Linked DNA regions of Sus scrofa: region 1 is linked to region 2. Evidence: chromatin contacts called from public Hi-C data. All regions are on one chromosome and are shown on one strand. Each heading gives the region's core, a stretch centred on a gene start, on an enhancer-like site or on the middle of the called end of the contact. The rest is flanking DNA. Distances are from core to core; before and after follow the strand shown.

Region 1 (3,682 bases), core at 1,092-3,591, 69 kb before region 2:
CAGAATATGAGGGAGTATGGTGTTTCCAGTTGAGGAGATCAACAGTGGAAAAGGCTGGTAATAAAAAAAAAAACTCCCCCCTCTTGTATGGTCCCATCGGGGGTGTCTTGCCATGGTCCCCGTGTCTCCCGTAAGGGCATTTGCAATGCTGGAGTGGCTGCTTCCTGAGCTGACCGGAGACGCCTGCTCCTAGGTTCGGGAGAATCTGGCTGCGGGGGTGATATCGCCTCGGGAACTTCAGAAGCAGAAGCAGGAGGAGAAATAGAAGGCAGTGGGCTATCTGGCATCTGGGGACCTTCGGCTCCTGGAGGTGGGGCCGGCAGCACATAAGGTGGTGGCATAGGGGGCGAGTCCTCAGGTTCCCCTTGATAAATAGGTGGCACCTTCTTTTGGACAAGGTTTTCTTCTTGGACTGGGCTACTAGCACCCTACACGGTCCCTGGTTTGTGGTGCAGAACCGAACCCATGGGGGCCTCAAATAGGCAATTTCCAACCATTGGTCAATGTATGGAAAGGGTCTGGGTGTCCAGGGTCTCCTGTTATAACATTATATACTGCTGCAACTGTGAACACACCTAAGGTCCCTTCCGGAGGCCAGCCAACACCAAAGGAGGGCCACTCTAGGGTACAGAGGGTACCCAGTTTTCCAGGACTCAGCTTAACACCATAATCTCTAGAAAATCCTTTCTTAAAATTCTTAACCATACACTCTAAGACAGTGGGCTTGGAAGCTGATTTACCCATTGTGTGAAGTCCCACCCTGTGCTGGTGACGTAAGACAAACAGCAAGGACAAGGCCTTAGGTAACAATCGCTTCGTCCGCCTGACGGCTCCCCCAGAGGAGATATTTCAGGCGCCTCTTGACATAGGTGGGACTGTATAAACCCCAACGTCAGGATCCCCCCGAAGAGGGCCACCAGAAGCCGTATGAGGTCTCCGCGGAACTGCAGGTTAGGACTCACTCTGGCTCCGCAGTCCAAAGACGGGGGATCACGGGCTCCCGTTCTCTCCAGACACACACACACACACACACACACACACACACACACACACACACACACACACACACACCCCAGAATTGACAAGCCTCCCGATCCAAGGGAGCAAATCCAATAAAAGGACCGGAGTAGGGGGAGAAACCCTTAGTAATTAAATGGTTTCCTGGCGCCGTTGGTCACTTGCAGAATTCTGGGTTTGCTCTGTGACCGGGTAATGTTTATGGTTTGGTTACCTGGTTTGAAGTTGCAAAAGGTACCAACGGTGTATCTTAAGATCTTTCTTTGAGGATTGTTCCTTAATGAATTCTTGCTGCAGACATAACCACGGTGGTTATTTCTGTATTTCTGAGTATATTCATTCCGTGATAAAGTCTGAATTACTAAGGGTTTCTCCCCCTACTCTGGTCCTTTTATTGTTACTAGATTAGCTATTAGCTGAATATGGGTTTTCAGGCTGGCTTTGCTTCAGGTGCTTGTTCTTTCTTCTTCTCCATCAGAAACTCTCTTCCCAGCATCATCTCTGGGTCCTTTTATTGTTACCAGATCAGCTATTAGCTGAATATGGGTTTTTCAGGCTGGCTTTGCTTCAGGTGCTTGTTCTTTCTTCTTCTCCATCAGAAACTCTCTTCCCAGCATCATCTCCATAGTTCCTGGTCCCTGTAGCACTTATGAGACCTACGTTAATAGCCTAGAGCCTCTTTTCTTGGCACTCACCAGTTCTTCTTTGTTTGCTGTTAAAGTAATAAGTGCACATTCCATTGCACTTGTCTGAGAGTCTTGACCGGTCATGGGTTTCCCGCCATCTGGGTTCTGGCTGGCTTGCATTCCCCTTTGATGTTGTAACATTGTTCACTGAACTTGAGTGTGGGGTTTATAGGGCTTGTTTGCTTTCTTTTCTTTTTTTCCCAAGATGTGCCCTTTCTCTCTCAAGCTTATTTTTCTGATTTGTGCTGTTATTTTTAATTGCTTCCGACTGGGAGGTGGGGCTGAGAGTGAGGTTTGCTTGACTTTGGCTCTCTTTGCTGTTACTCACACTTGCCCGCACACACTGCCGCTGCCTTTTGATATACCACCCTTGAAAGGCCGTTGATTCCTGGCGTAAATGGCGTTCAGAGGAAGATGGGCTCGGGGCAGGGACGCTGAGGAATCTGGTCCTGTACAGTCTTGAGCTTGGCCATCTGGAAGTCTCTTCTTGCTCAATGAAATGGAGTAAACATTGTCCATTATGAAATCTACCACGCAGGCTGCCAGGGACGAATGGATCCCACCCAAAGCCAATCGCTGCTCTGACAGGGAAATTGGCTAGCTCTGCCTGAGACTACTCCAGCCTCCTCCGTCCCTGATGTCACAATTCAGAGGCTGCTGCCTGCCTAGGAGGTTGTAGAAAGCTCTGTAGGTTCTCTCTGTGTGTCCTACAGGGCTCCTCGGGCCAGGTCCCTGTCTGATGGCTTTTATGAAAAAATATCTCCTCCCTATTCTGGGGATCTTCTTGGCCTACTACTACTATTCCGCAAATGAGGAATTCAGACCAGGTGAGTACCGATGTGTCTAATTTTGGAGGGATGGATTTAAAAGCCCAGGGATGGCTAGAGTGTTTCTGAGGATCGAAAATGAGTTCGTGATCCCCAGACTTGCTGGGCAAGAGGGGACCCGAGGGTGAAACTGTATTTTTATAGCTTCCAGCCAGAGGCTGGGTAACTGGGGTGTGGGGAGGGATAGTCATGGTGCTAAAAGATTGCCAAATGGTCTCTGTTTTATTTGGCACCTTTAGTCAAAAGCCGTTTCAGATCGCCTACAAAAATGAGGGTAATTCCAAAATTTACAACGTGTACAGATAATTGGGCTCTATGGAGAGACAGAGCAGTGGGAAAAGAGATAGCATGCTGGAGTTGATGACTAAGAGAAGCGAGAGAAAATCCCTGGAATCACTGTGAGCACATGTGTTTTGATGACTTTTTGAATTTTATTTCAATTGAGCAATTGGATGAGCCCAGAAATGTCTGGAACTCCAGGGTTCTAGCTGAATCCTCTGTCCACAGGGTTTTTGTTTTTTGTTTTTTGTTTTTTAAAAGACAGCAGGAAAGGCTTGGTTTTGAACAACCAACCCAAACTCCCATTTCAGAGCATGTTTATGAAAGACTCGAACTATTCCTTCATTGATTTACATGGTTTGAGATGAGTTGATCTGGGCTCATAGCCTTGAGACATTGAGACAAGGCTGCCCACCCCCAGAGCAGGGGAAGGACTTCTGCGGCCGAGTGTGGTCCTCACTTCCTTGTGGGGTTTCCCAGAGATGCTTCGAGGAAAGAAAGTGATTGTCACAGGGGCCAGCAAGGGGATCGGAAGAGAGATGGCCTATCATCTGGCGAGGATGGGAGCCCATGTGGTGGTGACAGCGAGGTCAGAAGAAACTCTCAAGAAGGTGAGGGTCCTGCACCCACAACTCCGTGTACCCATATGTGCCCAGACGTATCCTCTTTTTAAGCCTCAAGAGTTTTTTATTTTAATTTTCATACTATAGCCCATAGTCCAGTAATCCTACTTTCTACTACCATTAATTTCTCCCTTAGAATGTCCTCTCTCCCCTACTCCTCAGCTTCTAAATTCAAATCATATCCACAGTGTCCTGGTTCACCCAGATGTATTCTTACCTATACTCACAGAATCTGGCATATTTACATACC
Region 2 (3,893 bases), core at 369-2,868:
ATTTAGAATGTCCCTCAGGGCCGGGAACAAGCTCTCTGGGACGCTAAAGGAATAGAGCAAGACTGGTGGTTGACTGTGTCGCCAAGAGATCCGGGCAGTGAATACCCGTAGTGGAGTCAGGGCTAAGCAATTGTCACCTCCCTGGCTCACGTGAAAGGTATAGGGGACAGGATAGCCCAGGAGGATCCCAAACACAGTACAGAGATTCCAGTCTGAGGAACAGAGCCTGCTGCTGGAGACTGCCAGGGACAGGTCCGTCTTCAGTCCCTGCAAATGAGCGATGATCTCAGCCAGGAGGGCCTTCAAGTCCTGAAGCTGGTCCAGGGAGCAGACGGAAGGGTGAGGCTGAGCGCTGGAAACATCCACAAAGGCTACGGAACCAAGCAGCACCTGCTCCAAGTGCTGACACACACGCTCAGGACAGACAATCAGGCTGTCTTCTCCAATCTCAAGAATGTGAAGCCCCCGGGTCGGGAAGCCCAGGCCCTGCAGCTGCTCCAGATAGCTCTGGAGCTCTGCTGCCCCTGCACAGTTGCAATCATAGAGCAGAGCTGGCTTAAGTCCCCTGGCCACAGCCAGCACCTCTCCGGCTAGATGAAGGCACACGGCTCGGGGTGGGCCCCGGCTCCTCCCCATGCCCAGGGTCTGCTGAGCAGCTGCCACCAGCAGCTGAAGACTCAGTGTTGACATGGACTCTGGAAGCAACAGTAAGCATGGCCTCCTTAACTAGTCACAGTTCCCTCCCCTGGGCTGCATCTCTGAGCTCCAGACACTTGAAGAAGGGCCTAAAAACAAAGCAGTAGCAGGGGATTATTAGCACCAGCCAGTGACATACCAGGAAACCTGACAATAGCCTTCCCTTAAGTCTTACAGCATCTTCCAGAGGTCACTTCCCCTCCCTCTGCTTTGGAATGCTAACCCAGCCCAGATAAAACGGCATCACCAATGGCACCCTGATTTTTTGGTGACTTAGTCTCTCTTAGTTCCAAATTCAACTGTCTCTCTGGCCTTAAGGTTATATTTACACTCTCTCTGGCTTCCCTCCTAAATTTTCCTGTTGTAATTTACCTTCTCTGATTCACACCTGAAGGAGGTCGGGGCCGAAAAGAAGCAGAGCACTCTCTGGCAAAATTCAGAGCATTTCACCTAAAACTGTCCTCTGAGACAGAGTAGGTTCCACATGTACTCTTTTCATTGCCAACTCCTCTTTCTCTTCCGGCCAAGAATAGTTGTAAGAATAGCGGTCTGATTAAACGATACACACTAGAATGTGGACTACCAAACATCTCATGTTGAGACACAAAGTAAATAAGTTAAATTGGCTGGAACTGCAAGAGGCTTGTCTTGCAACTTCTGCAGGCCCCGCCTCCCCCTACTGGTGGACAGTCACTGGCCCTCGGACGACAGGCTCACCTCAACCCCCACGCCCTTTCCTGGGCACAGTACAGGGATTTAGTAAATGAGGCAGAGGTCTCCCTTGCACACACAGACGTCCTTCTACTTCCCCTGCAGATTCGCGGGCTCAGGAACCCCTTCCAGTTTCCTGCCCGCTGCCCGGAAGGCCGCGAGACCCTGTGCTCCGCCGCGAAGCTAGAAGTCCCGCCCGCAAGGGGAGGTCCCTTACCGCCCGCAGGGGCCGGGGAGGCGAGGTCTGCCTGCTGCGCATGCCCAGCACATGCCCTGTCCCGCCGCTTTCCGTAACGTCACCCGGTCCTCTCGCGCTCCCCGCGTAGGAACCACCGGCAGGCCGCGCGGCTGCATACCGGAAGTGCTGGTGCCTGAGGTCCGGCCCCTTCCGGCCCGGCTGATCCCGGCCCCGCCCCCCTGCGCCGGAAGAGGAAGGGAAGGGAGTGGACGGAAGGAGGCGGGACCGGTTGAAGCCGCCAGCTCTTCGCTTGTGTGTTGTTTTTAAGTCCAGTGTCCCGTTTGACCAGGGAGGCAGAAGCGGGGCACGCCGAGCAGAAACACCTTTGATTTGTGTCTGGAGAAGGACGCTTTCCCCTGCAAACGAAATATCTCAAGGCAAGCGACGTGTTTTGCGTGATACTTTCACCTGTGGGTGGTGCTGCAAAGTTTTTTTTGTTTTTGCTTTGACCTGCCTAAATCCTAAATTTGAGAGGCTGAGGTCTGAGAAGTGGGTGGAGAAGTGTCCTGGCCAAGGTTTGCTTTTTGTCTTTTTGCCTTTTCCAGGGCCTCTTCTGAGGCGTATGGAGGTTCCCAGGCTAGGGGTCTAGTTGGAGCTGTAGCCGCCGGCCTGCACCAGAGCCACAGCAACGCGGGATCCGAGCAGCGTCTGCGACCTACATACACCACAGCTCACGACAGCGCCGGATCCTTAACCCACTGAGCAAGGCCAGGGTCGAACCCGCAACCTCGTGGTTCCTAGTCGGGTTCGTTAACCACTGCGCCACGACGGGAACTCCAGGTTTGCCATTTCTAAGCACGGTGTGAAGGCATGAGTCTTCACCCTGGACACATGTGTACTAGGCCTGCTTTAGGTGCTGGAGGTACTTACTGCAGTGTACATAACAGACAAAAACCCCTCCTTCCTGGAGCTCAGTTTGGTCGAATTCTGTTTGCTGACTTCAAAGTGAGAAATAAGAGGCAGAGATGCAGACACTTTTTTTTGTTGTTGTTGTCTTTTTAGGGCTGCACCCGTGGCATATGGAAGTTCCCAGGCTATGGGTGGAATCATAGTTATAGCTGCCAGCCTCCCCCACAGCCACAGCAATGTGGGATCTGAGCGGTGTCTTTGACCTACACCACAGCTCACAGTAACGCTGGATCCTTAACCCACTGAGCGAGGCCAGGGTTCGAACCCATGTTTTCATGGATACTAGTCGGGTTTATGAACCGCTGAGCCACAACGGAACCCCCTAAACACTTTTCAATCAAATCATCAGGTAAAAACAGTTATTTCACTGAAAGTTTAACTTCTTTACCAGCATTATGACCCATCTCACAGAGGGAAAGAATTTCTTGAAAAAATTTGTCTCTGAATAAATGGCCGAAGTTCATTGATAGATAATAAATAGGCAAAGGCTAAGGGAACTGCAGGCGCCTACACAGGCTCCATCTTAGTAGTATCTGCAGACTGTGTAGAGACCCCTGAGGAATAAAGGTGGGGCCAGCCTGCAAGGAGGGCAAGCTTGTAGGGGCTCCCATTCTAACCCTGGTTCTTAACTCAGAGGGACTCAGAAGCAGAGACTAGAAGCTAATTTTAGGACTTTTTTCCTTCCCCATATTTATTTTAATTTCTCACAGTAGTTAGCAGTCAGTCCCTAAAATGACTTAGTTCATTTATTCTAACCATAAATATCTGAGAACACACTAGGTACCAGACACTGTGCTAAGAGCTGGCAGCAAAGTCCAAGACAAACAGTCCCTATCTTCAGCAAGTTTACAAACTTGAAGTAGTCAGGCAGGACACGAATGCTGAACAATTGCAAGGGAATTGATTATTCTGAAAGAGGAAGTATAGGGTGCTATGGGAACATATAGCCAGGGACCTAACTATATGGGTGAGAGGCCAGCCTAGATCCAAGCCTTGCCCTCCCCATTTATGCCTACAACTAATCTAGTTCAGTGGGGTGGACAGTGACAAAAACAAAAAGCTGGTGACACACCTAACTCCCTTCCCAGCCCTAAGCAAGGTGAAGGCAAGGAAGTTAAAAACACCAAGGGAGTGAGTGGTGTCGCCACCAAAGGGGAGAGCCGACTGAGTCTCCAAGAAAGGATACCTGGCATCAGGACCAGAGAGGGAGCCCTGCGTGCACTCTGCCAGTGTTCTGAAAAGGACGGGGATGGGGAAAGAAGAAACTGCTATTTTTTTTTTTTTTTTTTTTTTTTTTTGTCTTTTTGCCATTTCTTGGGCCGCTCCTGCGGCATATGGA

The links. Hi-C and Micro-C count contacts between places; a contact is called where the count stands out from the background.
Region 1: a contact with region 2 is called in a Hi-C map of liver, with 3 times the contacts expected there. The contact joins the promoter of HSD11B1 here to the promoter of C9H1orf74 in region 2. A contact is called at or near these places in 3 of 47 Hi-C or Micro-C datasets (blood, liver and omental adipose tissue) and 1 of 2 datasets of contacts at active chromatin or transcription factors (skeletal muscle).

What each region holds. Positions count from the first base shown.
Region 1 is chr9:133,255,977-133,259,658 of Sscrofa11.1, reverse strand. It overlaps HSD11B1 (hydroxysteroid 11-beta dehydrogenase 1), which reads left to right and starts at 2,341. Exons shown (of 6, transcript NM_214248.2): 1 at 2,341-2,530; 2 at 3,290-3,420. The coding sequence starts at 2,443.
Region 2 is chr9:133,185,596-133,189,488 of Sscrofa11.1, reverse strand. C9H1orf74 (UPF0739 protein C1orf74 homolog) reads right to left here and starts at 1,618. Exons shown (of 3, transcript XM_021063892.1): 1 at 1,414-1,618; 2 at 1-785. The coding sequence starts at 690.